Regions from separate parts of the Sus scrofa genome. Here region 1 is linked to region 2. A link is a contact called in public HiChIP or PLAC-seq data. All regions are on one chromosome and are shown on one strand. The core of a region is the stretch at or near the end of the contact, and the rest is flanking DNA. Distances in the headings are between cores, read along the strand shown.

Evidence for each region. HiChIP or PLAC-seq counts read pairs in DNA pulled down with a chosen protein or histone mark.
Region 1: a contact with region 2 is called in an H3K27ac HiChIP or PLAC-seq map of alveolar macrophages. The contact joins two enhancer-like sites. A contact is called at or near these places in 1 of 5 promoter capture datasets (fetal liver) and 1 of 2 datasets of contacts at active chromatin or transcription factors (alveolar macrophages).

Annotation. Positions count from the first base shown.
Region 1 is chr9:49,764,550-49,768,477 of Sscrofa11.1, forward strand. It overlaps UBASH3B (ubiquitin-associated and SH3 domain-containing protein B), which reads left to right. Exons shown (of 14, transcript XM_005667439.3): 12 at 1-84; 13 at 1,703-1,812; 14 at 3,059-3,928. The coding sequence ends at 3,196. Among named protein-coding and RNA genes, the nearest start is that of CRTAM, 16 kb to the right of the region's middle. Within about 2 kb of position 2,227, at least 1 of the 83 cell types and tissues checked has an H3K27ac peak or open chromatin away from gene starts, as enhancers often do. A contact at or near this core is called in alveolar macrophages, where this site is marked.
Region 2 is chr9:49,577,875-49,582,343 of Sscrofa11.1, forward strand. No RefSeq gene overlaps it. Among named protein-coding and RNA genes, the nearest start is that of UBASH3B, 51 kb to the right of the region's middle. Within about 2 kb of position 1,412, at least 4 of the 83 cell types and tissues checked have an H3K27ac peak or open chromatin away from gene starts, as enhancers often do. A contact at or near this core is called in alveolar macrophages, where this site is marked.

The DNA of each region.
Region 1 (3,928 bases), core at 977-3,476, 190 kb after region 2:
TAGTGGTTTCAGAATCCTATGACACCTATATCAGCAGGAGTTTCCAAGTAACAAAAGAAATAATAAGCGAATGTAAAAGTAAAGGTGGGTATTATTTTGGACACCATCCTTAAATAGGTGATCGTTTCTCTCTCCACCAGTTAATAGGCTATTCGAGATGTTTCAGTGTACTTTGGCAAACTCACTTCATAGGAAAAGAAAAATATTTCCAGACTCTCTTATCCTTTCATGTTAAGTTTGTACTATTTTCTCAAGTATCCAAAATGGTGGATATTCCATGGTTGATGTTTACTATATGAAGTCATATTATATATCTTGCACAATAATTTATCTTGTACTCTGTGAAGGAGGCTCTCTATTGCAATATCCAGAAGGTCTCTAGCGTAACACTGTCTTGCCTCTAATTTGATCTAGAAGCATGGACACCCCACACAAAAACACACCGACGCAAATATGTACACTGTCACTGCTATCACCAGCCAAGAGCAGTGTTTTCTAAGACTCAAAGCTGCTGTTGAATTTTATAATCATTGAAATCAAATATTTAATGATATGTGGGGCTATAATTTTTTTAGTGAAAAAGGCAGATGATAAAAGAATATGCACATTCCCCCCCCCCACTTAAAATACTTATCTTCCTAGAGCAAAGGCTGGATTGACATGCACCAGAATGTTAACAGTGGGCAGCTCTGATCAACAGCCTTATGGCTGTTTCCCATCTCTCAGTTGTCACGCAGAAGCCACTTACACCATCATCACCCCCATGGCAGTGGTACCACCCACCCCCACTATGAAGATACTCCGTGTGTTCCATTAACCAGAAAGCCTCAAGAGCTCACAGCTCCACAGCAGCAAGGTCAAAAACTGTTAGAAGAAATAGCAGAGAGCCTTGTAAACATTGAACAGTTTTGCATTTTTATTGAGGTAGTGGTCACAAAGAGCTACACATATGATTGACTGGGGTAAACCTGGTGAAATCTGAATAAGCTATGTGGGTTGTAGCATTCATTGCCTAGTTCTGATAGTGCACCTTAGTTAGGCAAGATGTTACTATTGGAGGAGCCTGCATGAAGGGTGCATGGGACCTCCCTGGTGTGTGTGTGTGTGTATACTATGTATATTAATATACACATACACATATATATATACATATTATGTAATATATTTATATGGTATATATAAAATATGCATAATGTATAAAATGTGATTTGCAACCTCCTGTGAATCTAATTGCCTTAAGATTAAAAGTGGTTTTTGCTGTTGTTGTTGTCTTTTGTCTTTTTAGGGCCACACCCATGGCCTATGGAGGTTCCCAGGCTAGGGGCCTAATCGGAGCCACAGCTGCCGGCCTATGCCACAGCCATGCCAGATCCGAGCGGCATCTGCGACCTACACCACAGCTCACGGCACCGCCAGATCCTTAACCCACTGAGCAAGACCAGGGATCAAACCTGAGTCCTCATGGATACTAGCTGGGTTTGTTAACCACTGAGCCATGACGGGAACTCCCAAAAGTGTTTTGTTTTTTAAAATAAGATGAGGCTATCTTAATGATACAAAGCATTTTCAAAATGTTGCTTGGCCGAATAGTCTTCATCTTGAGAATGTTTGCCCCTCCCTGGAACACTGGGCTCGAGTACTTAGAAGGTTTACATGGGTCTGCATAGACGCAGTCTCCCCAGTCTTGCTTTTCTGCCTCCAGGAAATAATATCCTGATTGTGGCCCATGCATCTTCCCTTGAGGCGTGTACCTGCCAACTTCAGGGCCTGTCACCTCAGAACTCCAAGGACTTTGTACAAATGGTCCGAAAGGTAATTCCTACTTGCACTTCAGGGGCCTGCAATGCCTTACGGTTTTAGAACAGCTCCGTGCTGGCTGGAAGCAAAGTTCTTTGGAGCATGTGTTGACTCTGAGCTGGGAAGACACATTTATTGGTTCACTTAACCAAGATGTATTGAGTGGGACTCTCTTTAAGGCACTTCATCAGGCCTTGGGTAAGATGGGGAAAAAAAGAAAAGAAAAGATGTGTTTGAGCTAGTTTTAGCTTCTGGGAGCTCAAATGGAGGAAAGAGAGTCATAAGCAGACTGTCTGGATTTCCCTGAGAGACCATGGATTGGATAAAGAGGGGTGCATGGGCCAGCACGCAGCATCTGAGAGCTTAGCTGGAGGAGAGGTCCTGGCTGGTAGGCCACAGGAAGCCGTGATTCAAAACGATCAGGCTGAAAGGCAAACCCAAGGCAGTGAGACAGAAAGCCCGCCGCTGACCGACACATCTGGATCGCCCCCGCTCCAGCCTGTGGGAGAGGCTTTCCTGTCAGCCATCCTCCCACACACTTCCCTCCAGGCTGAATTCCATGCTTCCTTTATCTGTCCCCAAAGAACCTGGTTCAGATTCAATTGCAATTCCTTTCTCATTTGTGAAAAACTAATTTCTGTGTCTGCCCTTCCCATTAGCCTGTAAGCTGCTTGAGGGCAGAAATTTTTTTTTTTTTTTTTTGGTCTTATTTATAAAGGCAGCTCCGGACACCCACTCAAATGTGTTTTGAAATGCCATGCCTACTGAAGTTAGGAAGGGCACAGCTTCAGCTTTGAATGTTAGGTACACGTGCCCCAATAAATAAATAAATAAAGCAAGAGGAAACAATTTTTTAAAATTGAATAATCTTTCCCATTGTCCAAGTATGATTTCTGAAATGTTTGAGCTGGGTTTTTAGCATGACTTTCAATTCGGAATTAATTCCTAGTACCCTAGCTTTATAGATGATGTCTTTTTTTTTCCTCCCATGCTATTAAGAAATAATCTATAAACAATTACTTAATTGCACTAGGAGAGCTCACCATTTAATGAATCCTTCTGAAGAATTCTCTTGGATTGCAAATACTCTTCCTTATAAATTATCAGTTTTATCCATTTCATTTTCTTTACTGATTTTTTTGGAAGGGATGCTTGCCTACAAAGCCCCTATACATTCCTTTGATTATCCCTTTGTCTAAATAAAAGTTAAAGCATTAACCCTCTGTTTCCGATTTTCCCTTTCTTTCCTATCTTACTTCAGATCCCATACTTGGGGTTTTGTTCCTGTGAAGAATTAGGAGAAACTGGAATTTGGCAGCTGACAGACCCACCTATTCTTCCTCTTACCCATGGACCAACTGGGGGCTTCAACTGGAGAGAGACCTTGCTGCAAGAATAAACCGCAAGAGTGAACAAAAAGAAAAGGCTTGAGAAAGGATTTGGGAGAAGTGTCGGCTTTGGGAGAAGTGTCTTTTTGTGTGTTTAGTAACAGTGGGAAAGTCTGCACCACATCCTAAGTGGACAGCTCAGAATAATTTAGCATATTTCCTTTCAAGCTTTACCGTTCTTAGGATGAGTCTGTGTCGAGGAAAGAAAGACTTGATTCAGGGATAAAATTCATCCTCTCTGGACTCTTGCCTAGCAAACAAGGCTTTCTAGAATTATCATCCTACATCCGGGCACCTGCGACAGCAAAGCATGTTCTCCCCCTTCCAGCTATGCTGGCTAAAGAGCCTGAGTCCTCCCCAAGGGGGCTGCCAGCCCACTCCGAGGAAGGATGCAGGAGGAGGGATGTGGGAAGAAGGATGCAAGAAGAAGGATGTGAGAGAATCCAGCAGGAGGGACACCAAGCTGCGGGTTCAGTGATGGGATTTTCTTTCGAATTGCGAGCTCCAGTTAAAGCCAAGCTGAGGAGTTCTTTTAAGGTTATTAGGAAACATGTCCCCACGCGAGTTTGTCCTTAGGTTTCCCATCAATTTCTACCCTCAGTATGACCCACACACCAGTGCTGCTGGCCCAAGACGTCTGCTCAAGGTCTCTAACCTTCGCCCTGGTCCCACCACATCACATTTTCTCTAGAGCAGCTGACTGCAGCTTTTTGCTATGGTCCTACCCCCTTGCTTCTATCTGT
Region 2 (4,469 bases), core at 162-2,661:
AAGATAGATAAATGACAGATAGATAGATAGATTCTTATGTCTTTTTTGTTTTTCTTTGTTTGTTTAGGGCTGCACATGCCGTATATGGAAGTTCCCAGGCTAGGGGTCAAATTGGAGCTGCAGCCGCCAGTATATGCCACAGCCATAGCCATGCCAGATCTGAGCCACATCTTCGATCTATGCTGCAACTTACAGAAACACTGGAACCTTAACCCACTGAGTAAGGCCAGGGATCGAAACCGCATCCTCATGGATACAAATCAGGGGTTCTTAACCTGTTGAGCCACAATGGGAAGTCCAAAATTAAAAGCTTTTATCTTTTTTGGGCCACACTCAAGGCATTTGGAAGTTCCTAGGCCAGAGACTGAAGCCATACCACAGCAGGAATCCCCATCACAGCAGAGACAACCCTGGATCCCTTTGTGTGTGTGTGTGTGTGTGTGTGTGTGTGTGTGTGTGTGTGTGTGTGTGTGTGTCTTTTTAGGGCTGCATATAGAGATTCCCAGGCTAGGGCTCAAATTGGAGTTGCAGCTGCTGGTCTCCACCACAGCCACAGCAATACTGGATCCGAGCCTTATCTGGAAACTACACCCCCGCTCACGGCAATGCTGGATCCTTAACCCAGTGAGCGAGGCCAGGGATTAAACCTGCATTCCCATGGATACCGCTCGGATTCGTTACTGCTGAGCCACAACGGGAACTCAAACCCAGGATTCTTAACCCACTGAGCCACCAGGGCACTCCTTATATCTATATGTTTATCCTTACACATGGAAAATCATGGTAAAAGCTTAGGCACTGTAATATAATTATAAGAGTATTTAGTTAGGGTTCTCTAGCAAACAGAGCTTGATACTTTGTGAGATAAAAATTAAGAACAGGAAAAATGAGACAAGAAAAGATTCAAGGCCATATTAGTGCTCTGGCTCCTGTTCAGGACAAGCCACCAAGAGACACTGCAGATCTTTGCAGATGTGTCCTTTTGGCATGTGGGATGCCTCCAGAAAGGCTGTGTGCAGAGGATGGGGGAGGGGTGAGTCTGCTCTGATCCCACCAGCCTTCAGGCTCCTGTTGGTCGAAATTCATTCCATGGGGAGTTAACTCTCCCACATTTTTCAGTTTTTCAGAATGTAAGTTGCAGTAAAGGACCACAAGGAGATGCCTAAGACACAGGCCATACAAAGTAGCGTATTGGGAAATGTGCTGTAGAACAGTGTTCTTCAAACTGTGGTGAAAAACAATTTTTTAAAAAATTTCCATCTTATGACAGACTGATATTTTTGTAACCTACAATGAAAACAAATTACTTAAAAAATGAAATTTCTAAAAAAAAAACAAACTTTCAAAATACATTCTGAATAGTACTGCAACAGACCATATGAGTCACTCTTGGCAGAGGCCAGAGAGAGGGAAGTTGTATGGCAAATAAATGCGAAAAACACTGTGTAGACCACAGCCTCCTGTCTGAGGAGATAAACCAAGACATTCTGCAGTGAAAACACCTGATTCCTTGTTTAAACCCAGGTTTACAAAATGTAGTTGATCGTCAATCGCAGTCCTGCCAAAACACCCATTAAACTTTGTGGACTTCAGCCTCATCACACTGATAAAATTGAAGGTACTGGTTTGTTAGGTATATTCAAGGAGCAAGTTGAATTAACTTATAAGCCAGTGCTAAGCAAAGTAGGATGTGCCCAATGTGAGGCACTGGGGTCATTATAGTCTAACTAGAGAAATAAAGTGCTGAAAATGAAACATTTAGACTAGCACAGGATAATATAACCAAGCACCAATGAAAATAGCACAGGGTATACATGCCTTAAAAGGTAATAGAGGAGCTCCCGCTGTGGTGCAACAGGATTTTCAGCATCTCTGCCACACCAGGTTCAGTCCCCTACAGAGTGGGCTAAAGGATCTGGCATCACCAGAACTGTGGTGTAAGTCACAGACACGGCTCAGATCCTGTGTTGCTGTGGCTGGGGCGTAGGCCGGCAGCTGCTGCTTGGATTCAACCCCTAGCCTGGGAACTTCTGCATGCCATAGGTGTGTCCCTAAAAAAAATAAATAAATAAAAGAAGGCACTAGAACTAAGCAACTTAATTCTATGAAGGTTTAAGGAGTATAAAATTCCAGTATGTTAAACTATTCCAGTACATCAAAAAAATAAAGTTTCCAGAGTTCCCACTGTGGTGCAGTGGAAACAAATCCGACTAGTAACCATGAGGTCGCAGGTTTGATCCCTGGCCTCGCTCAGTGGGTTAAGGATCTGGCATTGCTGTGAGCTGTGGTGTAGGTCAAAGATGCAGCTTGGATCCTGCATTGCTGTGGTTGTGGTGTAGACCGGCAGCTGTAGCTCCGATTAGACCCCTAGCCTAGGAACCTCCACATGCCTCGGGTGCAGACCTAAAAAGCAATAATAATAATAATAATAATAATAGTAATAATAATAATAAAAGTTTCCAATTCTTCTTATGGAGTAATTAAGTACTGATACCACATTTAATAAATCACAGTAATACCTAAAGATAAAGACTAACGTATGAATATGACTGCAAAAAGACTAAATAAAAAGTAGTAGAAATATAATTCAGCAACTTGTTAAAAAATAATATACCAGGACTAAATAGAGTTTAAACATGGAAAGACTGGATGGATATATATTAACAATTGTATGTACATAATTCACTAACTTAGCCTATTAACATGTCAAAGTAAAAGAAATGTGTATCCTGAGATACCATAAAGTCACTTGATAAAATTAAACATCTAGTCTTGATCTTGACATAATTCTTCCTTAATTCAATTGAATATGTCTCTGCCTGTCTGTATCTGATCTGTATCTACCTTTATATAGTTAAATGAACTCTTAAGACAAAGCTAGGGTCAAGTTTAATAATGAAGGGATGTAAGCAATTCTATTAAAGTCAGAAACTAGACAAGGTCATTTATTATTACCAAATCTATTTAACATATTTCTAGAAGTACTTCCAAAGCAGTTAAATATATATATATATATATTTATATATACATAAATATGACAGCGGGATAGAGTTCCCTTGTGACTCATGGGTTAAGGATCTGACATTGTCACTGCTGTGGCTCTGGCTACAACAGGGCCATGGGTTTTATCCCTGGCCTAGGAACTTCCACATGCTGTGGAAGAAAGAAGAAAGCAAAATTATTTTTTGCAGGTGACATATTTATAGTAGAAAATAAGCTATAAAATTATTACAAGCAATAAGAGAAATCAATAAGGTAGCCATGTAACAAAAATAATAGACTTTTGATAACAATAGAAATCTGAAAATAGACCTGTACTAGTAATGATAGCTTTCTTATATATAAATAATATATTTTTCCTTGCTCTACAGCAATCATATTTTATCTTACTTGCAAATTAACAATTTAGTCTGCCACAGTTTCCCAGATGCTGGCAGAAGACACCAGACTCCTGGGTCAGAAACAAAGGATTTCATTACTCACAGAATTACAGTAGTCAGATTATTAGCATTTTCTTGGGCCAGTTCCCTGAGCTCTAGTTCCCAAAGAGCAAGACAAAAGAAGACCAGGTGACACCTGCACATTCAGCGGGTTGCGTTACTGGAGAAGAATCCTGGGCTTAGGGAACCCGGATCTTTTATCTACATTAAGCATGCCTGCCCTTTGCTCAAGAGGAAGACAGTATCTCTATCTTTTAAGACTGTTTACTATACAAAAATCCTTGAAAAGATAGTCTGGAAAAAATGCAGAAACACAAGACATAGAGAAACATGAGAGGCCCATGGAGAACTGTCTCCCAACGTATGCAGAGAAAACTTGAAAATGCTATTTGAGGATTTAAATGAAGATTACATAAACTGAAAGATCTATTCTATCCTTGAATAATCATGATATATAATGACAAGTTCAGTACTCCTAAATTAATCTATAAATTTAATGTTTAGTGGAAATTCTAAGAGGTGGAACAACAGGGACTCACAATCATTGCTGGTGGGAATACAAAATGGTACAGCCACTTGGAAGACAGTTGATGTCTCCTAGGAAAACTAACCATATTCTTACCATGTGGTCCAACAACTTCACTCCTAAATATTTATCCCAGGGAGTTGAAACCTTATGTTCACAAAAAAAAAACCTGCTCATAATTTTTTTTTCCTTTTCTTTTTAGGGCGACACCTGTGACTTATGGAAGTTCCCAGGCTGGGGTTGAGCCGAAGCTGCAGTTGCTGGCCTATGCCACAGTCATAGCAACGCCAGATCCAAGCCCCATGTGTGACCTATGCCAAAGCCTGTGGCAATGCCAGATACTTAACTCACTGAACTGAGGCCAGGGATAGAATCATCTTCTTATAGTCGGGTTCCTTACCCGCTGAGCCGCAGTGGGAACTCCTGCACACAAATGTTGAGAGCAGCTTTATTCATAATGGCCCAAAATCGGAAGCAACCACGTTGACCTTCAACAGGGGAAT